2 separate regions of the Rattus norvegicus genome follow, and region 2 is linked to region 1. Evidence: chromatin contacts called from public Hi-C data. All regions are on one chromosome and are shown on one strand. The core of a region is the stretch at or near the end of the contact, and the rest is flanking DNA. Distances in the headings are between cores, read along the strand shown. Region 1 holds the start of Hmga2 (high mobility group AT-hook 2). Region 2 overlaps Msrb3 (methionine sulfoxide reductase B3).

Region 1 (7,051 bases), core at 3,195-5,694:
TGGTAATTCTCCAATGATGTGCCCACCCCATCGTCACCACTGGAAGCCTACCTTGGTAGCAAGTAGTCCTTCATTGTGACATCACAGGAAGCCAGCGGAGGTGAGCTTTCCTACAGTTTACTGAACACCAAGCACCAAGAAACACAACTGGGTCTGAGCCATGCAAATGCGCTCATTTTAAACACTCGAAATGTTTTTCAGCACAACTATAATGAGAGCCCCTAAAGACAGAGAGAAACATTGTACTATTACTAAGTTAGTTTATATATGCATGAAATTGTTTAGTAAATATTGGCTACACTTTTGCCACCCCATACGGAGTCACTTCCAAAATACCTGGTTAGAGTGATCCCATATAGTAAGATGTGTCCATAATGAATTCCGGAAGTTCTGAGAGGAAACCTACAAGCTATTTCTGACATGTGAATATGTTAAAATGTAAACATCATGTTGGGTAAATCTTGAGAGCCCTGATCTCCTCATCACAGCTGAATCTTCCTTTGAGAAGAATGAAGATGTCTTGCTGCAGGGTACTTCTCTTATCCTGTGTGGTATGTTTTATAACATTGTAACTGTATTAAAATGACCTTTGTCTTAGTAATGAATTAATAATGATCACCAAAAGTTTGCTATGAAGGAAATAACATTTAGATAACATGAGTGAGACAGAAACAGGGATGAGGCAATGGCCGACACGCTGTCTGTCTTCGGGGACTATACAAGCAATTTTCATATAATCATGAGAAAAGTCGAGAGGACTAAATGTCACACAGGTTGTCAAGACAGGGCTAAAAAGCATTCCCATCCAGTTGCCTTTAGAAGTGTCTCATTGTGACCCACTATCAACAAGTACTGTCTGCAAACTTAGTATGTCCTTTGTGTCAAGGGTAAAATAAGAACGATTTTGCCTGTTATGCCATAGCAGACATTGTGAATTCTGAGCACCCAAATTTTCTTTCTTTCTTTTCTTCTTTCTCCCCACCTTCCCCCAAGACAGGGTTGCTCTGTAGACCAGGCTGGCCTTGAACTGGAAAAGATCTGCCTGTGCCTGCCTCCTGAGTGTTGGGATCAAAGGCACGTGCCACCACTTCCCCAGGTGCACCCCAGTCTGTAAAGCATGTAAAGCATGGAGTAGGAGATCTTAGAGCAATTTTATGCTTGTGCAGAGAATTCAATGAGAAACACTTGGACCCAAATTTTCTATAGTATCTCAGTTATTTTTAAAACTGTGTTCTGAGTCCTCTTGTTGGATTTTACCAACCACTAATGCACTTCCTTGCCTGAGCTAAACTTCAGTCTAAAGTCTGTGTCACAGATCAGGAGAAGGCTTATTGACATACACCTAGTGTGCTGATACTCGGTTTGATGGCAGGTGAAGGAGAAAAGGAGTGATTTAGTGTAGAAAAGCTCAACCTGGAATGAATGATTGCTACAGAGAGGATAGAGAGGACCGAACGATCGAGAAACTTAAATTTGGGGATTAAACTTAAATGTGAATGAGAAAATGTTTCCTCAAGACAAAAATATAACCATTGAGCTTAATTTAAAAACTGTCATATAAAGATACCACTTCAATAATAAAATCTTGATAATTTTAAAACAAGCTTTTATGCTTTGCCTAAAAGAAAAGAAGTATACAGTAACTTGAAAGGATTAGGCATCAAAGAATAACAATGTATAAGGCTAACTAGATAAAATCTAAGGAAAAACTTGTTTATATCCTTGTCTCTATAAACTCAAAAGGGCTCACATCTGAGAACGAAATGGAATGAAAACAATTGACTGGATGTCCCAATTTTTATGCGCTTCTCTTAGATTCTAGGTTAATGCAAAACAACAACAATGACAACAAAAAACCCAAAGCAAAACCTAAAACCAACACACACACACACACACACACACACACACACACACACACACACACTAGCCACACAACAACCAGTTCAAAGCTCGCCAGTGCCATCTCACCCCACCCGGGGTGGGAATCTCTTGCTAGCATTTGTGCTTTAAACAAACAAACAAACAAAGATCCAGGGAGATAATGTGATTCTCAGCATAAAATTAGCTGACTGAAATCCTGGGTGACTGTTGCTTAAATCCATCCCCTAAAACTTTGCCTGTCCTTCTGGCAAATCGTAACCAAACAAAAATCAAAACAGAAGCCTATATTATGCATGTATGTAAAATGCACGCATCAAAAAGTAAGTGCAATCACACACACACACACACACACACACACACACACACACACACACAGAGGAAACGTGCAAACTCCTCGGCTAGGAAATGTCAGTGCACTCGTGAGAAGGTGAAATTTCAGCCCCTTTGATGAAGATACCATCTTTCACCCAAGCCCTGACAAAACCTTGGGTTCCTGTTAGACCCCTCCCTCGTCATTCAGTTGCTGGGCTCCATCTGGAGGTATGGGGGGCTCTTCCTCTCCATCAGAGCTAAGCGTTCCCAGACTCAACGCCAGCCCTGGGTTCCTGCAGAGCACTCAATGTGAAGTGTCCCAACTCTGCAGAGGGCAGCTGGAAAGGGATTTAAAACGGCAACGTTGACCAATCAGCACGGTCGCGCCCAAGCCGACATTTATACGTGCCTCAAGTACAGCGGAACCTAGCAGAGACTAGATCCTGGGTTTAGGGCTGTAAAGAAGGCGTTTTTATTCCAGGGTGGTCTATATCTTTGTAAGAAAAAAAATTCTTCACCGAGTGAACATTTTTATTTTGGAGTCAGTCCAACACAATTTTGGGTGTGATGTGTGAAAATCTGACCCTAAGATTTTCCTTTTCTTCCCCTTTCAGTTTTGTGTTATTCAAGGATGAAAAAGAGGTACATTTTAGAACGTTCTACGACTTTCAAAATCCGACTGTGGTCACGATGGTGCTCGCATAACTTAGAAACAGCCCAGACTATAAAATTAGGATTTGGCAGAAAGGAATTCTGAGGGAGAGGGTTAAAATAAAGGTAAACTTCAGGAAGAGCTAGGCAATTGGTGCGGAGGAGGGGTAAGGAATCTGTAATATTTTTTATACTCTATAGGCGTTCGAACATGGGTGCACAGCGTCTGCTCCAGTAGTCAGTCCCGGAGGGGAAAAAAGCTCCACGAAGAAGCTGGCACGCTCGATGTTCCTGTGTACGGTGTGCAAATGTGTGCATTTATTGAGAATGTAATTGCTGGCACCATCGTGTGCCTGGAAGTGTGGATGGGCAGGAGTTTTCGTGCGTGTTTACCAGTGAAGTGTGTGTGCGCGCACACGTGCATCTGCGTGCAAGCATGTCTGCGGTCACACCCGTGGGCGCGTGTATCTTCGTGCACGCTGTGTTTGTGCGCCGGCCCGTGCGCTCTGGGGTGAGGGCTCTTCTCAGTGGAGCAGAGTCGGGGATGGGGGGTGGGGTGGCGCTCCGACTCCTTGGCCACCCATTCCCCGGGGCTGAAATACTAGACAGCGGCGATTGACCCTGAATGCTTCTGGAAACTTCGGGCACGGCTCGGTGGAAGCGCAGGTAGAGGCCAAGCTTCCTAGGGTAACTCTGAGATGGTCATTTTCTCTTTCCTTCCTAGGACAACCGCCCAGGGGTGGCCTCCGGCGGCGAGTCTAAGCCCTGTCTCTTTAACCCCACTGCAGGCGGGAGCATGTGAGCCAGGGCTCCGGGTGGCACCCGGGCGCCTCCGCCGCCTCCGCCGCTGCCCAGGCAGTTGTGTTTCGAACGTTGCCTCTGGCCGGCGGCCAGGCGCCTCGGCTCGGCGGTCCGCCTGGCCTGGCCTGCCCCCTCCCCTTGCTTCTCCTGCAGCCCCCTCCCCTTTATCCACCCACGATCAGAGGTGGGCACTCCCCACTCCCGCCACCTCCTCCGCAAGTGCAAGCGCGCGTACACACACTCACACACATACACACACACCCGCGCGCGAGCACACGCACACACTCATCCCCCTTGGATCCGGGGCAGTAACTCAGAAAACTTGCATCCCGGGCTGGGCGCTCCGGGTGCAGAACGCAGAGGCCAGCAGCTTGTCCCTCTGCGTCTCGGCAGGGCCGCCGCCGCCGCCTGACCCCGCCACCCGAGGAGGCGCGGTGCCACCCACTGCTCTGTTCCTTGCTGGAGTAGAGCTGAGTGCCCCACTGGATCCCGGCAGAACCTTCCCACTCTCTCCTTGCTTTCTGACCGCACAGTCTCTGTTTCTGTCTCGTTCTGTCTCTTTGTCTCTGTCTCCCCGTCTGTCTTCTCTCTGTGTTTTTCTGTCTCTGTCCCTCTCCCTGTGTCTCTCCGTGTCTCTGTCTCCCTCCCCCCTCCTTTCTTCTCTCCCTCCCTCTCCCTCTCTCCCTCTGGGGTGGGGGAGAGGAGGAGGAATTCTTTCCCCGCCTAACATTTCAAGGGACACAATTCACTCCAAGTCTCTTCCCATTCCAAGCCGCTGCCGAGCGTCCCAGTACCCACAACTCCCGAGCCGTAGCGGAGAGAGGAACCCTCTCCACCTCCAACTCTCCCTCTCCCTCGCTTCCCGCCTCCTCTCGCTACCTCCACCTCCACCTCCACCTCCGCCACCCACCGCCCGCAGCGCCTCCTCCTTTCCTCCTCCTTTCCTCCTCCTCTCCTCCTCCTCCACTCTTCCTCCCTCCCCTCTCTCTTTTTGGCAGCTGCTGGACGTCCGGTGTTGGTGGTGGCAGCGGCGGCAGCCTAAGCAGCAGCAGCCCCCAGCGCGCGCCAGCTCGCCCGCTCTCGCCGCCCCTGCCCTCTCCAGCTCTCTCCATCCCGTCTCCCGAAAGGTGTTGGGCGGATCCGAGGCAGCGGAGGCCGAGCGGCTGCAGCGGCGGTACCGGCGGAGGCAGCGGTAGCGGCGGCGGGAGGCAGGATGAGCGCACGCGGTGAGGGCGCCGGGCAGCCGTCCACATCAGCCCAGGGACAACCTGCCACCCCGGCGCCACAGAAGCGAGGACGCGGCCGACCCAGGAAGCAGCCGCAAGTCAGTACGCCGGCGCGGAGGGGCCACTCAGCCCACCCGCGACGCCTCTGCCCCGGGGCCCCGCGACACGCCGGGCGACCGGAGCGCGGGAGCGCAGCGGCCACGGCGGCGCAAGCTAGCCCGCCCGCCACCCGGGTGTAGGTGGGCGGGAGACTGAGTCCCCCTGGCGAGTGAGCAGAGCAGTCTTCCCATGTCCCCGCGCAGTCTTCCCTTGTCCCCGCGCCCCAAGGCTCCAGGAGCTGGGGGTCCCGCGGCTCGCTGCAGCCACCGGGCGGGAGGTAGGGTCGCGCGAGGCGTGGACCGGGACTTTCGCTATTGTGAGCAGTCCTGGAGCGGCGCGGCGTGGCTGGGGGGACAACGAGCCTCTGGGGTCCCACGGATTAAAAGCGTCGCTTTGTCAGCCGCTTTTGGCGACCGGGCGACTGGGGCGTTCAGGAGGGTCAGGACGCGGCGAGTCGGAGGCTCTGAGTCCCGCGGCTTCCTCCAGCTTCTCGGGGCCGCCGTTCCGCAGGAGGCTGGTGCGCCTCGGCTGTCTCCTCGGTGCCCTCCCCACACTCCATGGCCCAAGGCTCGCGCCCTCCCGACAAAGAACGCGTGCGGAGCCTACTGCCCTCCGGTTGCTCCTCGGGATCTTTAAAAGCCCGCCGAGCTGCTGAAGCCTTCCGGGCTGGCGGGGAAGGGGAGCCCGGGGGATCCCAGGCCCCCGCGGGCCCGGGAAACGCGCTTCGCCCAGGGAGCTTTGGAAGGAGAGTGCACAGTAGCTAGGGTCGCTTCCCGCCAGGAGCCGGGTCCCCCGTTGGCTCCTTGATCCCGCGCCTCTGAGCAGCCTAAGTTTTAGCGTCCTCCTTGGCGAGTGGCTGGGGGCTGGGAAGGGATGGTCGAGGGGCACCCAGGACCCCGCGGAATGGAGGGTTTTGTCTGCGGATGCAACTAATTAAGCGTGCAGCCGGCTATTGCAGAGCTGTGCGTTGCGCTCAGGGCCGGGGGCGGGCGGGCGGGCGGGCGGGGGTTGGGGCGTCCGTAGTAATTTCCAAGCCTAGGGACGCGTCTATTGAGAACAGTTAAACTCCCTTCCCGGCCTTAAAAAAAAAAAATCTCATTTCTAATTTTGCTTTAAATCGCCTCCCTCGAGCGGATTAGAAAATAATCCTAAAGTCCCAAATTGCCCCCAAAGCGCTAGGTGGGAAATCGAAGAATGTTTGCTGGTGTGTTTTAGGAAAATGAGGAGTGTACCTTTTGGAAAACATCAAAGGAAACAAACTAATCTAGAGGCCTCCGAGTTTTCCCGCTCTGCCCTTAGCGACACTTTACAGTGCATTTGGATCCTGTTTTACACCTCCCAGGAAGTCTCCGCTCTACCCCCTTGCTCCCCACCAGCCACCCAGGTTTTCTGAATTCTACTAATCGTACCCCCTCCCCCAAAGTCTAAAGGAAAACGCAATGGGATCCGGAGGTGGCTGGGAGTTTTTACCTTTGAGTTAAGGCCGAGTTCACAAAGAAAAATGTGTTTCCGATGTGTTTGCTCTAAGTGCCCACTGGCGCTAATATCCAATGGAAGTTTCTAAGCACCCCCCTCCGCTATCCCCCTCCCCCGCTCTCTAGAATGAGAACTTCCATTGAGAACGCTCACGAGTTGTAATTAGGCTCATTTAAGCACCCAGTCTGAATGAAACAAGAGCAGATGATTCACCGGGGAGACGCTCAGCGTTCCCGGCGAATCTATCGTCGCATTTTCTTAACTGCTGACTGAGTATTGGCTACTCAACCTAGCACCCAATAAAGTAAAACGTTCATATACCTGGTGACCTCGTGGCTGTTTCAATTTCTCTTTCCCAGATACTTAGATTTTTCTCCCCACTACTCCGATTTTCTTCCCAGTCCACCCCTCCTCCGCCCAAGAGTTTCTTTCTTAAAAACGTTTTTGAAGACAACATGTTTATTTTTGTAAAAAAAAAAAGATATTTGAATTTTGACTGGAAACCATGCCTGTCTCTCCAAAAGGAAGTGGAGAATTGAAGCAATTATCTAGATAATTCAAGCAAAACCTCCCACCTCAGATTTACCATAATTATTTGGAAATTT
Region 2 (7,051 bases), core at 1,555-4,054, 410 kb before region 1:
AAGCGACAGAAATGTCTGGGATGAAGCGTGGTGACTGAACGATTGCCTATGAGGGCCAGGGTCCTAGGTAAGTTCAGTCTCCAGCCGTCCACCCTCTGAAGTATTTTCATTTACATAAGAATTAAACTGCTTTATGTGGGTTTTTTTTTTCTGTCTTGCTGATGCTTTTTATATATGAAGAAAAATAGCAGGCTATCTGAGCTCAGATCTCTAAAACCCATGTGAAGAGAAAGGAAGAACATGTAGCTGAAATACATATGTGAAATAGAAGGTATAAACCATGACACCAACGGCCCTGTTAGAACAATGCATAGGTGTGTTTTGCACTGTGGTGCATTTTAAAGCATCGGGTCTCAACCTCCCTAATTTTAATTTGGAAATGGTTTGGAGGGCTGGGGCGTTCTTAAAACCCAGGCTTCTGTGCATCCCAGTAGACTCTGCTTGGCAGTGGTGGCACCACCTCGACCTATCCCGCTGCTGACTTCATGAGTCAGCAGCTAAAGGAGATGCCCGTCCATTCAGCCAATAACAGTTGAACATAAAGTGTGTGTCAGGCCCAGTGCCAATGAGAACAATGTTTCCAATAGAACTTTATAGTTAGAGGTTCCAGACCCATGGTAACTTTTCTGCTAAAGGAAATGGGGAAAGTGGTGGTTCGAGACTACACCCATCAGTGGAGCATTTTCTGTCAACAATGGTCTTTGTTTTAAGATTCCTTTCCTGGTTCTCACTGTCTGCACACCTTTTCTTTCTGGAGAGGAAGAAGATTGTGGTGATATTTGAGTGTTATGTTTTTAAAAATTGTCCTTGACAACATTCTAATTTGTCATTGGCTTTTGTCATTTGGCGGGGAGAGCGTTTTTACCAGCTCGTGAAAACCGCTCATGTGCACAGTTCTTTGCGTTTGTTGGCGAGGGATCCGACCTTCGGGGCTGACATTTCAAGTCCATGGGCACAGTCAGCTCTATCTGGAACTAATTATCAGCTTGGCGAATTCTCTGCATTCCCTGGTAATGCTCTCTCTCTGGCTAGTACTTTGTTCAACTTCAGACACAGAGGAAAAGAGGGAGTCAGGGAGGATCCAAACCAAAACCACCAGCACACTGAGTTCAGTCATGATCTGGACGTTAGAATTCTGAGGTAGTAGGGGTATTAGTAGGAAAGCAGAAAATTTTGAAAATCATAGGGCAGTTGAGTTATCTTTGAATTTTAAGTGGGGATGCTCTTCAGCCTCCCAACCTGTTCTATCCCTGGCTGGCAAGTGCACTATAATGGATTTTAATTCCTGTAAGCATCGTTAGCAAGGCAACTGGCAGAGACAACATTGGAAATGAGATGCCCTGAACAGCTGGATTCGTAGGTTAATCGTTGGCATTGAGTCTTCTACTCAGTAAGTGAATGAGTGCTTGGTTGTCATGTGTTGGGTAGTGGGGTACAAAAATGAAAAAAAAATCCCCTCCCTTCCTGGCAGTGTTAATTTAGAAGAGGTAAAGATGAAAACTCACCAGTATCCTGGAAATTGCTGTAGGATAGCTCATCATCGGGTGCTCTGTAGGGTGAGCGCTGGAAAAGCTATGCTGTGATTCCCGGCGGTGGTGGGAAAAGGTATTGGAGAGCACGGACTCGAAAGAGAGACCTGGAATTAGTAGGAACAGTTGGCTTGTTCCGGGATGGGGGGGGCGGTGATGGGCGTTGGGTCCAGCAGGACCATGGGGTGGGATAAGATATGGTGAGAAACACAAGAAGAAGGCATGGAGTTGGATGGGTGGGGAGGTGGGGAGGAGCTGGGAAGAGGTGGGCGAGGGGAAGCCAGGATCAGAATGTGCGGTTGGAAATTTTATTTTTTCGTAAACGTAACTTTCCAATTCATGTAATGTTAAACATGGCAAATATTTGACAGCTAACTTTTTCTGAACACATGCCACATACTAGGAGTTGTTAGGGGTCCTTTTAACTGATTGCTTTATTTAATGGTCACTTTAGAGTTGGGGAAGCAAAGGTAAGTGACTTGTCCAAGGTCATACATACAAGGAGTTACAGATACTAGCTGGGGTCCAGCCAGCCAGTTCAGCAACAAAGCTTGCCCACATCCCCAGTGATGGCCATCTTCCTGGAAATGGGCTGTGTGTTTTATGTCTGTCATCTGTGTCTGCTCTTTATTGCAAGTGTGAGAAAAATACACATGCTCTTTCTCTCTTCCCTCAAAACCTTAGCCCCCCCCCAAATATTGTGACCATGGTCTTGTCCCTGGATGGCACACACTAAAGGCACATTCCCTGTCTGATGGAGCTGCAGGGCATGCAGACACGGGCGGCAGCAATCTTTAGACCTGCCCCTCGGTCTGTGGCTCAGACATACATTCTCACTGTGCAAGCATTCTGTAAACTTGCCTGCCTTTTCTAACATACTTGTGAGCGTTAACATAATTGAGGTCTTATCAGTTCCCAGCCTATAAAAGGCGAGATTTGCGGGTGGCTCACACCACGACAGGTTGTGCTCTGTCGTTCTTCGGCATCTGAAAAGACAAGGTGGCTGTGGCAGTAATAACGTCCGTTGCTTTACCGTGTGGACCCTAGTGTGGCACTTCTAGGGTCGACTTTAAACACCAAAATGGAAACAAAGCAGCTTAAGCGCCCCCAAACCGGGCAAAACCAATTTGCCACTAGATGGCGCTCTGGCTATGTGGGTAGGAAAAAGGCAGCGAGGATGGACTATTAAATCACAGTCACTTTGAGCCTCTGGTATTTGCAGTCCTTGGCTTTTAATTGTAGACGGCATCTTTGTTCTTTGCCTGACCTGCGGGGTGACGTCACCGCCTTTCTTCCTGTGTGCTGGCTTTGACACAAGCCAGATGGCCACAGTGATCCGTAGGCGCCTAGGGAGCCTGGTACAGCGGTTGATGAAACAGAATAGGAAGACGTTTTATGGTCAGCTGCGGGAGCACAGAGAGGCCGCAGCTTTGCTAAGTAATTACATTTACCGCACATACTTTATCCCTCACGGGGAAGGGTCTCATGGAAAAAAGAAAAAAAAAACCTACATTTTTATTTATGGCGTTGTGAGGTATAGACCTTTGATCTTTTATTAGCCAGTAGTCTGCTACAAAGGCATGCAGTCTTTGCCTGCTCCGCAGTCACTCGTGAAAATGACATCTTTATTTATGTCTAACGGTTCTCTCAGGCTGTGCATTGTGATTCTTAAGCACCCCACCCCCACCCCCACCCCCTTACCTTCAGTTAGGAACACAGAAATGTTTTAGTTCTGTAGTGAGTTTAGTTTGGGGGAGTCAGAGTTCAGGCACGTTAATACAAGCAGATTTCGGTCAGATATACTCCAGAGTGATTTGGTCAAATATATTACTGTTTATTACAGATTTTCTCTTCAAGGGGGTCAGGAGAGTCCAGGAAAAGACTTTTATTTTGGGGTGGGGAATGGAGGAGGTGGCGGTGAGGAAATGAGCGGGACGTTAGTTTCATCCCGTCTTTGGACATTTGGCGGTTGAAGTTCCTTAACGTGGTGATTTTGAAGAAAACATGAGAGATTGATAATCACTGAGTCTTCTCCACATTCATCTGAAGTTAGTCCACACCAGTCAGGGCCTGGGTGAGATGTTTACGCACCAACCAGGGCCCTGTGTTGCTAATGCACATCCCACAAGCTGGGATTTTTGTCTGAAGTCCTGATATCATATAAGTTGGGGATTCTTCTACATGACTCATTTCCAAAGACTTCAGTAAGACACACACACACACACACACACACACACACACATATATATATATATATATATATATATATATTACCCCTTTCAATGTTGGGTCATGAGTTCTACTCACAGAATTTTATGTAGAAGGTATAAATCATAAAATCGAACAAAAGGGCACGTTCCCTGCGTCTTATTCAAAATTGACAGTTTGTGAAGACTCATAGCTGTCCTTAAGGTTTTTTGTTTTTTCCTTGTCTTAAAGGACAAGTCTCTCCGTAAGGACACATTCTGGCTCTGCTGTCAAGCAAGCATTCCACCCTGTGTTTGCTCTGTGCTCTTGGATCTGTGAGCCTCAATTTCACTCATATACGTATTGGGGATACAACCAGGCTCCTTGGCATAGTGCAGGAACTCTTGATGACTGCGAGTCAGCTGTGCGTCTGAAACCGGCGCACCGTGGCTTATTATCGACTGTGAATGTGCTCACCCTAGATAAACACAAACCATCAGTTGTTCGATGAGCGCGCTTAAAGGTCTCGAGGTTTTAATCCGTTGTTTTTTGTTTTCTGTCTCCTACTCAGCTGTCGCTGCTGCCTTTGCCTCCGGGTGTGTTGCTGAGGATACCACAGCGATGTCCGCCTTCAACCTGCTGCACTTGGTGACGAAGAGTCAGCCCGTGGCCCTGAGAGCCTGTGGGCTCCCCTCAGGTTGCTGACTGTTATACTGTCCTTTGTAGGGTGCCGGGCTGAGTGGGTATTTCTGCTGCGGGAAATGGTACACCAGCATGTTTTACTAAACTTCAGCTCTTTTAGTTGGACCCTAATTTAAAGATGGAAATTGGTTACAAACCCTCACTCTACTCTGAATTAGAGACACCGCCCAGTTTCCCTGCCCAGCATGCACTTGTCACTGATATTTCCTGGTGTCTTCTTGTTCTCCAGCACATCCTGTACACATCTGCAAGTCAGCGCACACGGGGCAGAACATTCAGCTTGTTAAGGGAATGCCAAGCTTCTCACGGCACATGTGGCTGTCCTTTAGGGGAAGTGAGAACTTTAAGGCAAGTGTGTTACTTAGACTGCAGCTAAGAAGAAAGGTTTCCAATTAACAAGAACCAAATAAACAGAAAGAATATAGCATGTTTCAAACTGGTTCTGAAATTAGAACCACTGGGGCTGGAGAGATGGCCCAGTGGTTAAGAGCACTGACTGCTCTTCCAGAGGTCCTGAGTTCAATTCCCAGCAACCACATGGTGGTTCACAACCATCTGTAATGGGATCTGATGCCCTCTTCTGGTGTGTCTGAAGACAGCTACAGTGTACTCTCAAACATAAAATAAATAATTTTTGCAAAATAAGATAAGTTAGAAACACTATGCTTTTTTTAAAATGTGATTTTTAAGCACTTAAAGGGAAGAGGAAAATTCAAACTTTCACTGTGTGTCCATACCATCTAAGTTAATATAGTCGCCTTACTGTATACATCTTTATCCATATATTGGGTAGAGAATTTAAAATTAAACACTAAGAATCAAATACATGAATATACATCGTGAGTAGTAAGGATACAATGATAAACAAGACTCAGTTGACTGGTTTTTCTTTCTTTTTGCTGGTCCTCTTTAGTTTTTTGTATTTTTTTTTTTTAATTTATTTATTTTATGTGCGAGTACACTGTCGTTTTCAGCCACACCAGAAGAGGGCGCCAGATCCCATTACAGATGGTTGTGAGCCACCATGTGGTTGCTGGGAATTAAACCCAGGACTTCTGGAAGAGCAGACGGTGCTCTTAACCTCTGAGCCAGCTCTCCAGCTCAGTTGATTTTTTTTTTTTCAACAAGTAGAGAGAAATAAAACCGTATGAGGCTCGCTGACCCTATTACGCTATGGCTAGACTGGACATGACTGCCTTGGGCCGAGTAGGGAACCAGAGCACAGTGATCTGGGACTCCGGAGCTTAGGAGGTTCCCACAAGGGAGATGGGTGGTCACAGAGCTTGAGCAGCGGCTAACTGCGTGGCCTGAAGCGGGGATAATTTCAGAACATGAAGTAGCGCGAGCAAGACATGAAGATAGAAATGAGGGATGTGTGGCAGGAAACACGTGGTCTGTGGGGGTCGCGGGGGGAAGACAAGGGCAAGTGGAAGAAGCGAGGAAGTAAGGAAATCTGGGCACATCAGGGGGTGCTGGGAATGGTGCGCTCAAGAGGGCTGAAGTTGTCATGGGCGTTCTATACACCCAGCGGTCGCAGCGTGGGGAGGGCCGGCGCTGGTTTTCCTACTTGAGGGCGGGCGCTGGTTTTCCTGCATAGCTTTGATAGGGCCTGAGATGGCAACTTGATTTCAGGTGTCAGATAGGGCACTTGTAAAAAGTAGATTTTATGTTGTTGATCTACGACAACTCACGAGTAAATGCAGCGTAATGCACGGGGCCCCGCCCCCAACCACTTTTGGCACTGTTCTTCCGGCCCTGCGCGTCCTGTGCTGCCCCGGTGTAGTAGAGTAGATAGATTTGAGGTTGTGTGGTGTCCTCGGGAGTCGAGTCTTGAAGATGGTGATGAGAGCAGATGGGACAAGATAAGGGTGGAAGACAGGGAGAGGCCGGCAGTAGACCTGGCTAGGCTCACCCATTGCATTGTGTCTGCTCACAAGGAAAAACTCGTTCGCTGCAGTCTTCCTACCAGAGGGCAGTTTCCCATCGCTATAGACACAAGTGACGGGGTCACAAGCGTTCAGTTAAGGCCTGTGTCTATTTTCCCCTTGTAAATGCCTCCATGGGGAAAAGCCCTGCACATAGTTTTGTAGGGCGGGTTTGCTATCCATAGTGGAGGCTTAAGAGTTTACAGAAGTAACTTTCAAAGAGCAGTGTGTTCCTTAAAATATAACAGGGCTAGTAAAGTATTCCACAATGAAACTGTTGAGTTGAAATACAAATAGCTTTCACTTTTGATAACAAAATAAATTCAGAGATAAATTCCACAAAACCGGGTAAGGAGCAAACCATTCCAGCACCAGAGCTCGGTAAGCAATTCTGGATCCAGACTGGTGGAAATTGGAATCTGGCTTTGACTCTTACTGTCTGGACGTCTTAGTTTCCATATTTTCACAAGAAAGACAATGATAGGTCCTGCCCAAAATGATTGCTGTGAGAATTAAATAGATTAGCATGTAAAAAAGCTTAGCACGCTGCCCGACCCAGAGTAAGCACCATACATATTTTCACTAGGTTCATTACAAAAACTCCTACGTTTATATCCTTTTGGGTTTATATTTTTCCATGAAAATAGACTTTTAAAACACTTAAGTATGTATAAATAAATTTCCGTTTATAACCACCTTTAATTTAAT

Evidence for each region. Hi-C and Micro-C count contacts between places; a contact is called where the count stands out from the background.
Region 2: a contact with region 1 is called in a Hi-C map of the A7r5 cell line, with 5 times the contacts expected there. The contact joins the enhancer-like site here to the promoter of Hmga2 in region 1. A contact is called at or near these places in 2 of 12 Hi-C or Micro-C datasets (the A7r5 cell line and the Rat2 cell line).

Annotation. Positions count from the first base shown.
Region 1 is chr7:57,877,734-57,884,784 of GRCr8, reverse strand. It overlaps Hmga2 (high mobility group AT-hook 2), which reads left to right and starts at 4,444. Exons shown (of 5, transcript NM_032070.2): 1 at 4,444-4,969. The coding sequence starts at 4,859. It overlaps LOC102547249 (a long non-coding RNA gene), which reads right to left and starts at 144. Exons shown (of 4, transcript XR_010053327.1): 1 at 1-144.
Region 2 is chr7:58,284,859-58,291,909 of GRCr8, reverse strand. Msrb3 (methionine sulfoxide reductase B3) reads left to right here. Exons shown (of 7, transcript NM_001398959.1): 2 at 4,288-4,413. The coding sequence starts at 4,338. Among named protein-coding and RNA genes, the nearest start is that of Msrb3, 22 kb to the left of the region's middle. Within about 2 kb of position 2,804, at least 9 of the 93 cell types and tissues checked have an H3K27ac peak or open chromatin away from gene starts, as enhancers often do. A contact at or near this core is called in the A7r5 cell line, where this site is marked.